3 separate regions of the Mus musculus genome follow, and all the other regions are linked to region 2. A link is a contact called in public promoter capture Hi-C data. All regions are on one chromosome and are shown on one strand. Each heading gives the region's core, a stretch centred on a gene start, on an enhancer-like site or on the middle of the called end of the contact. The rest is flanking DNA. Distances are from core to core; before and after follow the strand shown. Region 1 holds the start of Bcas3os1 (breast carcinoma amplified sequence 3, opposite strand 1). Region 2 overlaps Bcas3 (breast carcinoma amplified sequence 3). Region 3 overlaps Bcas3 (breast carcinoma amplified sequence 3).

Region 1 (3,739 bases), core at 965-3,464, 230 kb after region 2:
TTGGAGGTGGAGGATTGTCAGCTCAAGGCCATCCAGGGCTTTTAGCAAGTTCAAGTCTAACATACACTGTCTTTCAAAGCCAAGGGTTAGGAACATAATTCAGTGGTAAAGGTTTGTGTAACATGTTCAGGACCCTGGGGTTCCATCCTAGAGATGAAAGACAGTTGACTTATATGTTGCTGCCTTTAAATAATGTCTCAATTGAGGTATGATGGAAGAAATGGATCTGGGACCACCCATCATATAATCCAAGAAGTGACAGCCTTGCAACAAATATGAGACCTTCGTTTAGTCTGTTCAAACACGAGCAACAAGCTGCTCAGGGGGCTCATGACTGTTCAGTGAAATGCACATGCCGTGTGCACACACTTCCCAAACTCTTGTTTCCACTTCAGTTCTAACTGATGCTTTCCGTCTCGACTCCCACTTCTTGCCTAGAGGAGCCCTGTGTGTGTGACAGACTTGTTACTAAGCATCTCCCTAGCATGCCTTACCTTCCTAGCTTCATTCATGTGCTCGTGCCCCTCGCCTCTGACGAGCCCTCCTTCCAGCAGGGTCTTCCCCAAAATTCCCATGAACACATCACAAAATGGATTAAGTATTATAGCAGAAAGATGCTCACTCCTTACGCCCTGGCCTTCTAATAAGGGTGATGGGCCTGGGATATGCCCTCTGTCATGTGTTCTGGTCTTACAGGGGAGGAAACAGAGAACACTGGCCAAATATTGACCACTGACTGTCCCATCCTGTTGTAGCATATGGACTTGTGTTTGTAATTCCTCTGAGATAAGATTTTTACCATCCCTTGTAATTTTATTAATCCATTCTAGACTGACAGATGTTGCCATGAGCCTTGAGCTCTTGAGGATTCTTGTTTCATTTCTGATTAGATGATGAGTTTCCTTCTTAAACCCAAGGGTCTATGTATGCACAGCCCTTCTCTCCTAAAGAGCTTGTTTGGGTGCCAGAAAGAACCTTGCTGTTCCCTGGCTGGTACTGGATATCACTTTTCTATATCTGAGCCCTTTCTAACTGGTTCCCTCTTGCAAAGGTAGCACCCAGTATGCTGTCAGTGCTGAAGTAGTAGCAGCTGCTAGATGGGTTTTACTTTTACTTGTGTTTTTATTTTGAAGGGACCTGAGGATAATAAGGGGTGCCCAGAGGACTAATCTGTGGATCTCCATTCTTCTCGAGAGCACACAGAATTTGAGAACACTGAAACTGAGCCAGATAATGACCCAGAGGTCTGCTAAATGTTCCAGGGTGGTTGGCTCTTTGTTCTCACTTATTAGAGTCCAGCTCCGCCTTTCATAGCACAGTAATTGCTGCAGGGCTTGGGCCCAGGTGATCTGTCTCACAGGCCAAGCTGAGGTTGTCTGTTACCGTCCTTTACCGGTCTCTGGCAACAATGGGAAGTGCTACCCCTGAAAGCAGGTTGGTTAGCATCTGGAGCTCAATGAACCTGTTGAACTTTTCCAGCCATTTTGTTTTTTCCTTTCCATCAACCTACTTCTAAGAGGCTCATGTTCTGTTCCAAGGGCACCAGCCTTCGAGTGGGCACTTGTCCATTCCTGGCCTAGGGCAATCAGGTTGGAGATCTCCCGTAGACACCAGACACCCCCTATCTCTCCAACTCTCCTGTTGGCTGATCCCCTTAGTGCTTCTAGGGCACTTGAGGTCATCTTTTGTCCAAAGGAGTGCCACTGTGGCATCTCACCGAGCAGGACTGTGGGTACTCTCCCCATTGCTTTGGACAGACTTGACAATGCCTCTCTGTGTTAAGCACTGTGCGCAGCTCCCTCGAAGTAGGCTGTCATCAGTCCTCACATTTGCCCTGCCGCGGCTGTTCATACACCCGTTTCACAGGTGAGTGTAGGAGAAGTGAAGTAACTTGCTGACGGGTGAGCCGAAAGACCTGGAAAGTCTCCTTCTCCCGCTCTTTACAGAAAGCCCCTGAGACCCCGGTGGTGATTCGTTTACACCAGTGTCCTCAGAGATTCCCAGGTCGCCAATTCAGTGATATGAGCCGAATGCATACAAGAGTTAGTGTGAAAACAGATTGCCACCGCCTTACAAGAAAGTCAGAGAAGCCAAAGTACATTCGACAAATTGGAAGTGAAAAGCTCAAGTAAAAATATTCAGTTTAAGATCATGCGCTGGTACTTACATGAGGTCTATGGAAAATGAGGGAGCCAGCATCGGGTTTCTGGAATATGCAATTTTACAATGGGAACGTGTTATAAAATGTTCAGCCACTGTTGTTTGCCTTGGAATTTAGGGTGAGAGACATGACGGCTGACAACTCTCTTCCTGTTGTAGGTCAGGGCTTCAAGGAACTCTGTAATCTTCCCACCAGCTTTCTTCTCTCCTGGAACTCACGGGTAAAATTAGATGCTGGCTGGACTTCAGTAGTTGAAGGCTTTCAGAAGCCAAGTCAGACAACTGCAACGGCTGCTCTCTCACAGCCCCACGTCGGGAGACACTCTGTACAGACTAACACAGTTTAGTAAACTGATAAGTGTCCTGACAGTCACTGCGTAATAAACAAAACAATGCCACAGGCGTAGAAGGGAGTTGCCTTCCTGTGGGTAACCTCAGAAACAGGGCAGGCTTGGGGGTCTCTCTATTCACATCTCTCTGTTGCTCCCCAAATGTGATGTATACTAAGCTTAAAAAAACAAAAACAAAACAAACAAACAAACAAACAAACAAAAAAACCCTAGACACCCCATGTGAAGATTCAGTTGGAATTGTTTTATGCATTTGAATAGACTCTGAGAGGCAGACATGGTGAAAGGGGTGTGGGAAGAGACCATTGAAAGAGTGAGTGTGCTCTGCTCGCAACCCAGCCTCGGACACATTTATCTAATTTGACACATTTTGCCTGGAAGTCACAGGAATAGACTGAGGTCCCCACCCCACCCCCCCTTGCCCGACTCAGAATATAAAGAGCCAGAGACTAAAACCAGACTAAAAAGGGCTAACCCATTAGGGAAGTACCTCCCTGGGGAGCGGGTGGGCAGGGGAAGGAGGTTAGATGGCAGTTATTAAACACTGAATCAAGAATCTGCTCTGCAGAGCTGCTGCCCCGGGAAGCCTTTCTTCCCAGGCTGAGGCCTGAGCTGGCCAGGAGCAGGGGCTCTGCTTATTCTCCGCTGCAGGATGCTACCCCTTGACCCTTTATAAGGCAGCCTTGCTTGATTACTCCTTTTAATTCCAGGCTCAAAACAGCTTGTAAAGTTGTGTTGTTTTTTCTTTTTATCATTCCTCCCCAGATTGTGTGGGCCACACTGTAGCAAGATTTCCCCTCTGTCCACATCTGTTTTCCAACCTCATTACTCTTCAGTTATTACATTAAAAAAAAAAAAAAGCTGTTTATTTCTTCCCTGCATGTTTTCCCCCCGAGTTTCAAAACCTAAAATGGTAACTGATGTGCTGTTGGATGGGACCATCTTCATGATCTCGGGTGGACATGCTGGTCTTCGCATAAATGCACAGGAATAGATTGAACCTTCTTGTTTGAACTAGCTATGCCTGAGTCAGGGGTCACAGCTGGGCCAGAGCCTGGCAGGCTTCTGGTTCTAGAATCTGGGCACAGAGGTTCATGCTTAATCGCCCTTGAACTTGAGAGGCTGAGACAGGAGGATCAGAAGTTTAAGAGCACCTTGGCTACCTCCAGTATTCTAAGGCTAGCCTGGACTACCAACGCCTCGAATGTGTTCTTTCGGAGGTATCCGGA
Region 2 (3,712 bases), core at 326-2,825:
TGTCTTAGTTTTGATAACAACTGTGTTGATGTATTAGACTCATAAAAATGAGCTCTTAAAAATGAATACATTCATTGTAATAAGGCTCAAGAAAATAGGAATATATTCTGATGTATAATAAGAATAACTTAAACATTTGGAAAAATAAGGGACTTATAAACATATACTTAAATATAAGTATATTACAATTTTCTATTTGATAACACAGACCTACTGCAGATTGTAACGTTACAGTAATTATTTTGGGGATTATGACATAGGCTCTGTTGTGCAGCTCAGGCCTGAGGCCTGGCGTTTTGTTGGTGCAGGCATGCCCAGGTCACAGTGTTCAACACTGAAACCGGAGGGAGAGAGCCATAGGCACTTCCATAATCCTAAAAACCTCAGAGTTCAATCTTTTATTCTCTAACTGCTGAGGTTAGGTGGCTGCATGTATGTTAAAGGAAAAAATGAGTCAGAAGTGCAATGTATGTGTGTAATATCGTCCTTCTTTTGAACCTATGTTGGTTACAGATATAGACAACTCTAGGAATGACATCAACTCAATCATCTCTTTTGTTTTCTTAGCGCTGTTTCCTTCAGTGTTTCTCACAGGATGTTTTGTAGTGCATTTTATAAAGATTTACATTCTTGTTTCCTAAATCGGAAGAGTACATTGATGGGGTTGATTATCAGTGTCTTTAAAAAGCCTAAGTGACTGCTGGAGAAATTCATGCTCTAGGGTTAGATGCTTAGGCCGGAAATAGGGAGCGTGCGTTATGTGGCTCTAGCTACAACATGGCAAACAAAAACAAACAAACAACAACAACAAAACCAAAGCTTCCGAGAGGGGGAGAGACAGAGAGACAGACAGATAACTGTGGTGGGAGAAAGCAATTCAGAAGTGGACTCTGTGTACTTGGGGACTTTGAGCTTTGAGACCACTGGTTTTCTATCAATACTGAGATTCTACTTTTTATTTATTTTACAAATTTGACTTTGTGCCACTGAAAGTTTACAAGTATAGGTCAGATATAACACCTTGCAAAAATTAATGATAAAATATAATTGGTAAATCTTGTTTTATGAGTACTACAGTGTGATGTCCCATTAAGACTTGTGTCTGACCCTGTCCTCTGCTTATGACTCTTTTGGAAGAGAGTGTGAATAACTGGTAATTTGTCTTTGAATTCCCGTGTGTGTACATGTTGAAGAACCATTCAATTAGATAGGTGTTATAAATAGGATTTTGGAAAAAAGGGCAAATCATGTTTCCAAGATTTTATAGCCTGTGCTCACTGCTGTTTTGCTAGTCTTTAATTTCACTCTTTGGTCTGACCAGCTTCGCCCATGTGAAAAGACTTAGCTCTGCAGAAGCCACAACAGCCTCAGCTAAGCTCACTCTCTGCAGCCCCCTCAGACGCTAGAGAACACCACGTACTATCAGGGCGTCAGCCCCCACCCGCCAACACTGAAGCTCATCTATCAAACTTGAGGCTTCAAGTGAGCGAGAGGAAGCTTCCAGATAAACACACAGCAGCGCCTAAATAGCTAATCACTCTGGGCTTCCGCTTCCAGGCCCTATAATTAGAAGCCCTTCTTTTCCTTGTATTCCCAGATGACGCAAATGCTTTTTGTGGCTTGGCACCTCGTTTGGGGCGTGGGTTTAGTTTATGGCCAGGCCAGCGTCTGGTTTAGTCTTCTGATGCTGCATAAATAGTTCTCAAGCCGCAGTCTATGCTGTATGACTTTTTCCTTTTATGTATATGTGCTTTAAAACTTGTTTTCCAGAAAAAAAAAAAGAGCTTACTGTTTTCAGTACGTATGTAAAAGAGGAAACTGTATATTAAGAAAAGCACTTGATTCTGTAGACAGGCACTAGCTGTTTCTTCCTTTCCTCTGCCTTTTCAAGTGCTTATGTTCTAAACGTTTTGTGGAGCGTATAGACTCATTACAGACTAGGAAGCCAAATTTGGATGAATGGAAGAGGACAGCATCTGAGGTAGGATTTGTGTGCATATAGAGGTGCAGATGGTAAGGACTATTGCTCTACAAGAGAGGTTGACTTAGAAACAACCAGAAAGACCATATTTAAAATGCTCAGCTGTGATTGCTACTCACATGTAGAACAGTAGTGGCCTGATTCAGTCAGCCCTTCATTTACATGCTCATTCTGAGGAGAATGTTGTGAGTGTACATTTACACACACACACTCACCCTCTCCCTCTCCCTCTCCCTCCCTCCCTCCCTCCGTTCCTCCCTCTCTCCCTCCCTCCCTCCCTTCCTCCCTCTCTCTCTCCCATTACAAAATGTTTCTGTTGTTTGTTAAGTGCCCCAAACTGATTTTTGTGGAAAGGTAGAATCAGAAGATGGCAGCTGAGTTGGCTTATTCAGACTTCTGTGACTGAGCAGAAAGCAGGAGTGGGAACAGCATGCATGCCTTGAGTCTCAGCATGGCTGGGACGGAGCATAGACACACACAGGGTGGCTCTCAGTAAGACAGGCATGTGAGGGCACCTCATGGCCATTCCTAGATATGGTGGGAGAGAACCTAATGTGTCTATTAATTATTACCCATTATTAAATTAATATAATGGTTGCTACTTTTCATTGATTAAAATGTATATAGCCAGAAAAATGGTTAGCCAGGGAAATCTCACCTTTAGATGGACTGTATCCTCCCATGTTAGTGATAGGCCTTACTTCTGTGCCACTTACTCATGCCCTTTATTACTGTGTGTCAACAAAACACTCAACACAATAAAAGAAAAGAACAGACCTTGGAAGTTAGGTGTGTGCAGCATGCACTATGGAACAGTCAATTTAGAATAAAAAGGGATTATTTCTCAGAACAACAGCTTAAAGCTCAATATTAAAAAGAGAATTTTCTTATTTCCCTAGAAGGGCAGATACCATGACCAAGAAGGCCATTTCCATCTGTTGCACTATGGCTCTGCCAACCCTGGGATTTCCTCAAAAACGGGAAACTCAACTGCTAATTTACGGTAGCTGGAAACCGTGTTCTCATTCTTCCCCAGCCCACTTAAAATAATTCTAAAGCGCCAGCCTGTGGTGGGACATGCCTTCCCCCAGCGCTCTTGTGTCATTAGGCTAAAGATTTAGGTGCTTTGGGGATGATGCAGAGGCAGGAGGATCTCTGAGTTCGAGGCCAGCCTGGTCCACAGAGTGATTTCCAGGACAGCCAGGGCTACACAGAGAAACCCTGTCTCGAAAAATGATGATGATGGTGGTGGTGGTGATGATGGTGAGGAAGAGGAGGAGGAAGAGGAGGAGAAGGAGGAAGAGGAGGAGGAGGAAGAGGAGGATAGTTGTAGTAATAGTAGTAGTATAGTAAGAACCCAAAGTAAAAATAAACGTTCTTCTACTCAAGCAAAGAAAAAGTACGCAGACAAGCAGATAAATTAATCAACATGAACTTAAATTTCACTCCACTAATTAATGTCCTACATGAGAATGTAGGGAATGAAATAATTAAAGTCATATTGGATTATAGAGAGATGCCAGTGGTCCATAATTTGACAAAGCGGCACCACGCAGTAGCTTTTCCTGTCCTCCCAGGCAGGAGGATTGAATTTCAGAATTCAGGTTAGCAATTAATACAGGGACTCCTCTACATGATGGGATAATATTCAGGAAAGAGACAGCACATTGCTGTTTGAAGTAGACAGGCACAGAAGCACAAAGACAAGCAATCTCACACACAGCATCTGCA
Region 3 (3,817 bases), core at 404-2,903, 250 kb after region 2:
AAGGTCCATTCCTTAGAACCAACTTGCTGGAGAGTTTATGTCACCCTGTGTCCTTGCCTTCTAGCTTCTTCAAAGGCTGAGCTGAGGCCCTGGGAAAATGGCGTGAACATTAGTGAGAGCAAGAGCAAGTCTGGGAATACACTTTTGTGGCTAAATGTTTTAGAATTAGGAAGGGCGAGGAGAGGAGAAGAGGAGGGGGCTCAGGAGGGAGTACAGTCAGGGAAAGAGTTCTACTTTTGTACTTAAAAGAAAAAATGCAGACTGTGTTGGTTTGAGGCTAGGCTTATCTCCTTCATCTGACTTTAATGAAGACATATTTCAAGCAGCTGCAACCATGTCAGATGTCATATTTTGGCTCAAAACTTCCACCTTCCAAGTGGGAGGTTTCTTGAGACCTAGAAGTCCATAGTAATTATAAGCTAATTGGCTAGCACTGGCAGCAATCTGATTGTCACAGAGCTGAAGTCGGAACCAGTTTCTATAGGTGAAGTCAGAGTGGCGAGAGCTGCTAATTTGTAAAGCTAATGCTGAGTGCATGGCCTTCATTACGCCATTCTCTCTGCTTACGGGTTTGTTAAAATGTCATAACAGAAAAACAAATCAGTTTGACTAAAATGCTTAGCACTAAATGCAAAAATAAACTTGACGTGAGCTAACATCTTAAATCACCAATTACAGCATTTTAATCTATACTTTCAGAGAGGTCTTAGGATGAACAAAGCCTCACAGAGAATTGGTCGCCTCTAACTTTCTACTAGTCAGAGTCTAAAGGTTCCTTGTATTTGTCTCTTTCAGTCAAATGGCAATTACTTAAGCAGAATTATTTCAAGAGGGCAGGATTCCTCATTAAAAGCCTTCAGAGTCTAAGGAACAAAAAGTGTTCAAGGGATTTTGTTAGCTTGCCTGTTTTAGCCAAGAGCATTTTGTTTTTAAAGTTTCTTTTGTTTATTCAACAAACGATTGACTAACAACTGCTATGCCAGCAGAGCCTTTGCTGGCCGCCAGTGGTAAGATAACTAGTAGCCAGAGCTCCCGCTGTGTGAGGGGCTTGCAAGCTTCAGCAGGCCGGTAAAAATATAAATGAGTCTGGTTGTGGTGATTGGTGCCTGTAAGCTCAGGAGGCTGAGAGAGGAGACCAAGTTCAAGACCAGCCTGAGCTACATAGGAAGATTCTGTTTCAAAGGAGAGAAAAATCGAATGCAGATTAAATGTAAAGTCACAGTGAAGCTTTAAAAGTAAGGGTCAGTTTCAAATGTTGTTGTACTCAATTGAAGGAAGACATTTACTCTATTTGTATAGCTGCCAGAGTATGAGCTAAGGAAAAAGTGTGAGCTTTGAGAGGGGCTGGGAATTTCTATTCTTCAGTTTTTATTTTATTTAATATTTGGTATTTCATACATGAATACAATGTGTTTAGATCTAATGAACCTCTTTGAGCCGATTCTTGCGTTGTTCTGGTATGATGTGATTCCCTTCTGCATTTTCAACTGTAAAAGGGGTTCACACCTTTAAAATGTGGTTCAGATTTCCAAGTGGGGAAACCAGCCTGTTTTGCAGCATTTCCCACCCACTCACTCACAGGTTGAAGCGCTTTCTTCTGAGATACAGTCTGGAGATGCTGTTTCTGCAGAGTCCTGCCACAGTGAATCCACATGGTTCTTCGTTCATAGCAGGCTGTGCTGCACACTAGCTTTCATGGCTCTAGGATGGCTGCCCAGTCTTAAAGTAGCTGCTCTTAAAATAGCTGGAAATGGATGCAAAGTTCAGGTTTAGTTAAAGGGATTTGCAGGCGCTTGCATGTGTGCTCACTTGCATGCCTGTGTGGGTGCTCATGTGACTGTGTGTGTACTCCATAGGACCATTTACACAGGATCCATTGTGAGAGCAAATGCCTGGTGTGGGGGGAGAGGAGGAAGAGGGGGAGGCCTGCACCTAACCATCTTGGAACAGTTGCTCAGAGCAGCATTTAGTGTTTTATTAGGAGAGAACAAGTCTATAAAAGGAACAAGAGGTTCAATCATTACAGAGTGGGCGACAGGAGGCAGCTGCCAGGATGACTTTGAAACCCTTTGCGATCCTAGAAGAGTTGCCACAAGTAACACACTGCAGCTGCTGGGATCCTTCAGTGGAGACGCAGAACTTGGCACCCACTCCTGCAGCAGTGGGACTCTAGGGTCACCAGTGTTTTCTTTAGATAAGTTCCTACCCTGCTCTCACTGCGGTTCCTGTATTCATTCTCTTTTGTTTTCAGGTAGGTTTGAGAGAATTAGAAGCGGACAGCCCCCTAGTGTGATTTAAAGAGAAAAGAAAGATCTTGCATGCTTGGGGGTTGGGCAAGTAAGACTGGGTTGGGAGAACTCAGGGGCTCATCCCACTCTTGCCCACAGTGCCTACACTTAATAAGTTGCCGTAGTTTGCAGACCATTGCTTGCATGATGTCATGAAAGTAACAAAGTGTGTGAGTTTCTTTTTGTGAAATCTACCTGGCATGTCTGTTTCTCATCAGCACATGGAGAGTACTTGCAAAGTTGAACCCCTCAACTTTAAATTTCTCCAATTAAATCCTATAAAGTCAAGCAATAAGCATTGTTCACATAAGCCAGAAGAAAAGTTATTTACGACGGGTTATTCTTGACAAATGTATTATTTGATATGTATGTAAAAAATTTTGATAATGCTTTCTCAAAGAGCCAATGCCAAAGAATGAAGGTTGTTGGCTGGGAGAATTCTTGTGAGCTGTGAGCATGCTCAGAGACCAGCGGCATGTCAGTGACTGCTGATAGGACCCTGGAAGTGATGGGGCCCCAGCCTTATGGGCAGAGGACAGGGTGTGGGAGGGCTAGGAGGTGGGAATGGTAACAGTCACAATGCATATTTAGAAGGTACTCTTCTCACAGCCTATGGAACCGTTTCTGTGCTTCTAACTCCGGGGAGGCTAGTCACATTTCTCCTCCTTTTTTGGTCTATACCGTTTAAAAACCATCCCCATTCCGACTCCTTGGAGAGCTGCGCATACTTCAGCCGTGTTAAGATGGAGAGACAAGTCAGGAACTGTCCTTTAACATCCCCCACCCCCATAGCGGTGTCAAACATGTACAGTGAGTCTTAGTCATGTTTACCCTGTTACCCTCTCTCATCACCCAACCCCCATCATGGAAGCCCTTTTTCCAGGCCCTTCTCCCACCACTTTCAAGTCTTTGTGTATGTATGACTCACTGAGTTGAATAACTGACTGCTTACATGACAAAGAGTTAAAGGTTATTTATTAGAGCATAGATACATGGTCACTTCTATTTGTTTGTTTGTGGCAGGGTCTCAAGCCAGTCTGACTTCAAACTTCCTATATGATCAAAGATGACTTTGAATTCCTTTTGATGTGCGGTAGGTGTGGTATAGTGTATACACACATGAATATGTAGGTGTGCATCTTCGTGCATGTGCAGGCAGAAGCCACAGGAGGATGTCTGGGGTCCTTCTCTGTTAATGTCACTAAAGCCTGAAGCTCACCATTACTGATAGGCTGCCTGGCCTGTCATCTTCCAAGTTCTACCTGACTTTGTCACCTACCACTAGGGTTACAGGTGTATACCTGGCTTTTACATGTGGGCTGGAGATTTTCACAGCTCACATGCCCTCAGGCCATTACCATGTGGTCAGGGATCACCAATGGTCAAGGCCACCGGTTTTGGTAGACCAAGTGCAGAACTGCACATGGCCATATGCTCCCATTCCATCCTGTGCAGTAGGATTCAGGAGATCAACTAGAAATTGTACTTTGGTGGGTCACAGTGTCTGTGACCAAGACAACGTAGTGGTT

The links. Promoter capture Hi-C pulls out the DNA fragments that hold promoters and counts their contacts.
Region 1: a contact with region 2 is called in a promoter capture Hi-C map of the HPC-7 cell line. The contact joins the promoter of Bcas3os1 here to the enhancer-like site in region 2. A contact is called at or near these places in 12 of 39 promoter capture datasets (3T3-L1-derived adipocytes, the C10 cell line, the HPC-7 cell line and 7 more), 1 of 484 Hi-C or Micro-C datasets (nephron progenitors), 2 of 115 datasets of contacts at active chromatin or transcription factors (bone marrow-derived macrophages and embryonic basal ganglia) and 3 of 9 other capture datasets (adipose tissue, liver and pancreatic islet).
Region 3: a contact with region 2 is called in a promoter capture Hi-C map of cranial neural crest, with 1.8 times the contacts expected there. The contact joins two enhancer-like sites. A contact is called at or near these places in 8 of 39 promoter capture datasets (the HPC-7 cell line, cranial neural crest, embryonic stem cells and 3 more), 1 of 115 datasets of contacts at active chromatin or transcription factors (bone marrow-derived macrophages) and 1 of 9 other capture datasets (embryonic stem cells).

What each region holds. Positions count from the first base shown.
Region 1 is chr11:85,717,530-85,721,268 of GRCm38.p6, forward strand. Bcas3os1 (breast carcinoma amplified sequence 3, opposite strand 1) reads right to left here and starts at 2,215. Exons shown (of 6, transcript NR_045875.1): 1 at 2,168-2,215. The region is part of intron 22 of Bcas3 (breast carcinoma amplified sequence 3); the gene reads left to right. RefSeq lists an enhancer at 542-3,739.
Region 2 is chr11:85,490,891-85,494,602 of GRCm38.p6, forward strand. All of the region lies in intron 13 of Bcas3 (breast carcinoma amplified sequence 3), which reads left to right. Among named protein-coding and RNA genes, the nearest start is that of Bcas3, 140 kb to the left of the region's middle. Within about 2 kb of position 1,576, at least 69 of the 459 cell types and tissues checked have an H3K27ac peak or open chromatin away from gene starts, as enhancers often do. A contact at or near this core is called in the HPC-7 cell line, adipose tissue, bone marrow-derived macrophages and 1 more, where this site is marked.
Region 3 is chr11:85,737,763-85,741,579 of GRCm38.p6, forward strand. All of the region lies in intron 22 of Bcas3 (breast carcinoma amplified sequence 3), which reads left to right. Among named protein-coding and RNA genes, the nearest start is that of Bcas3os1, 20 kb to the left of the region's middle. Within about 2 kb of position 1,654, at least 47 of the 459 cell types and tissues checked have an H3K27ac peak or open chromatin away from gene starts, as enhancers often do.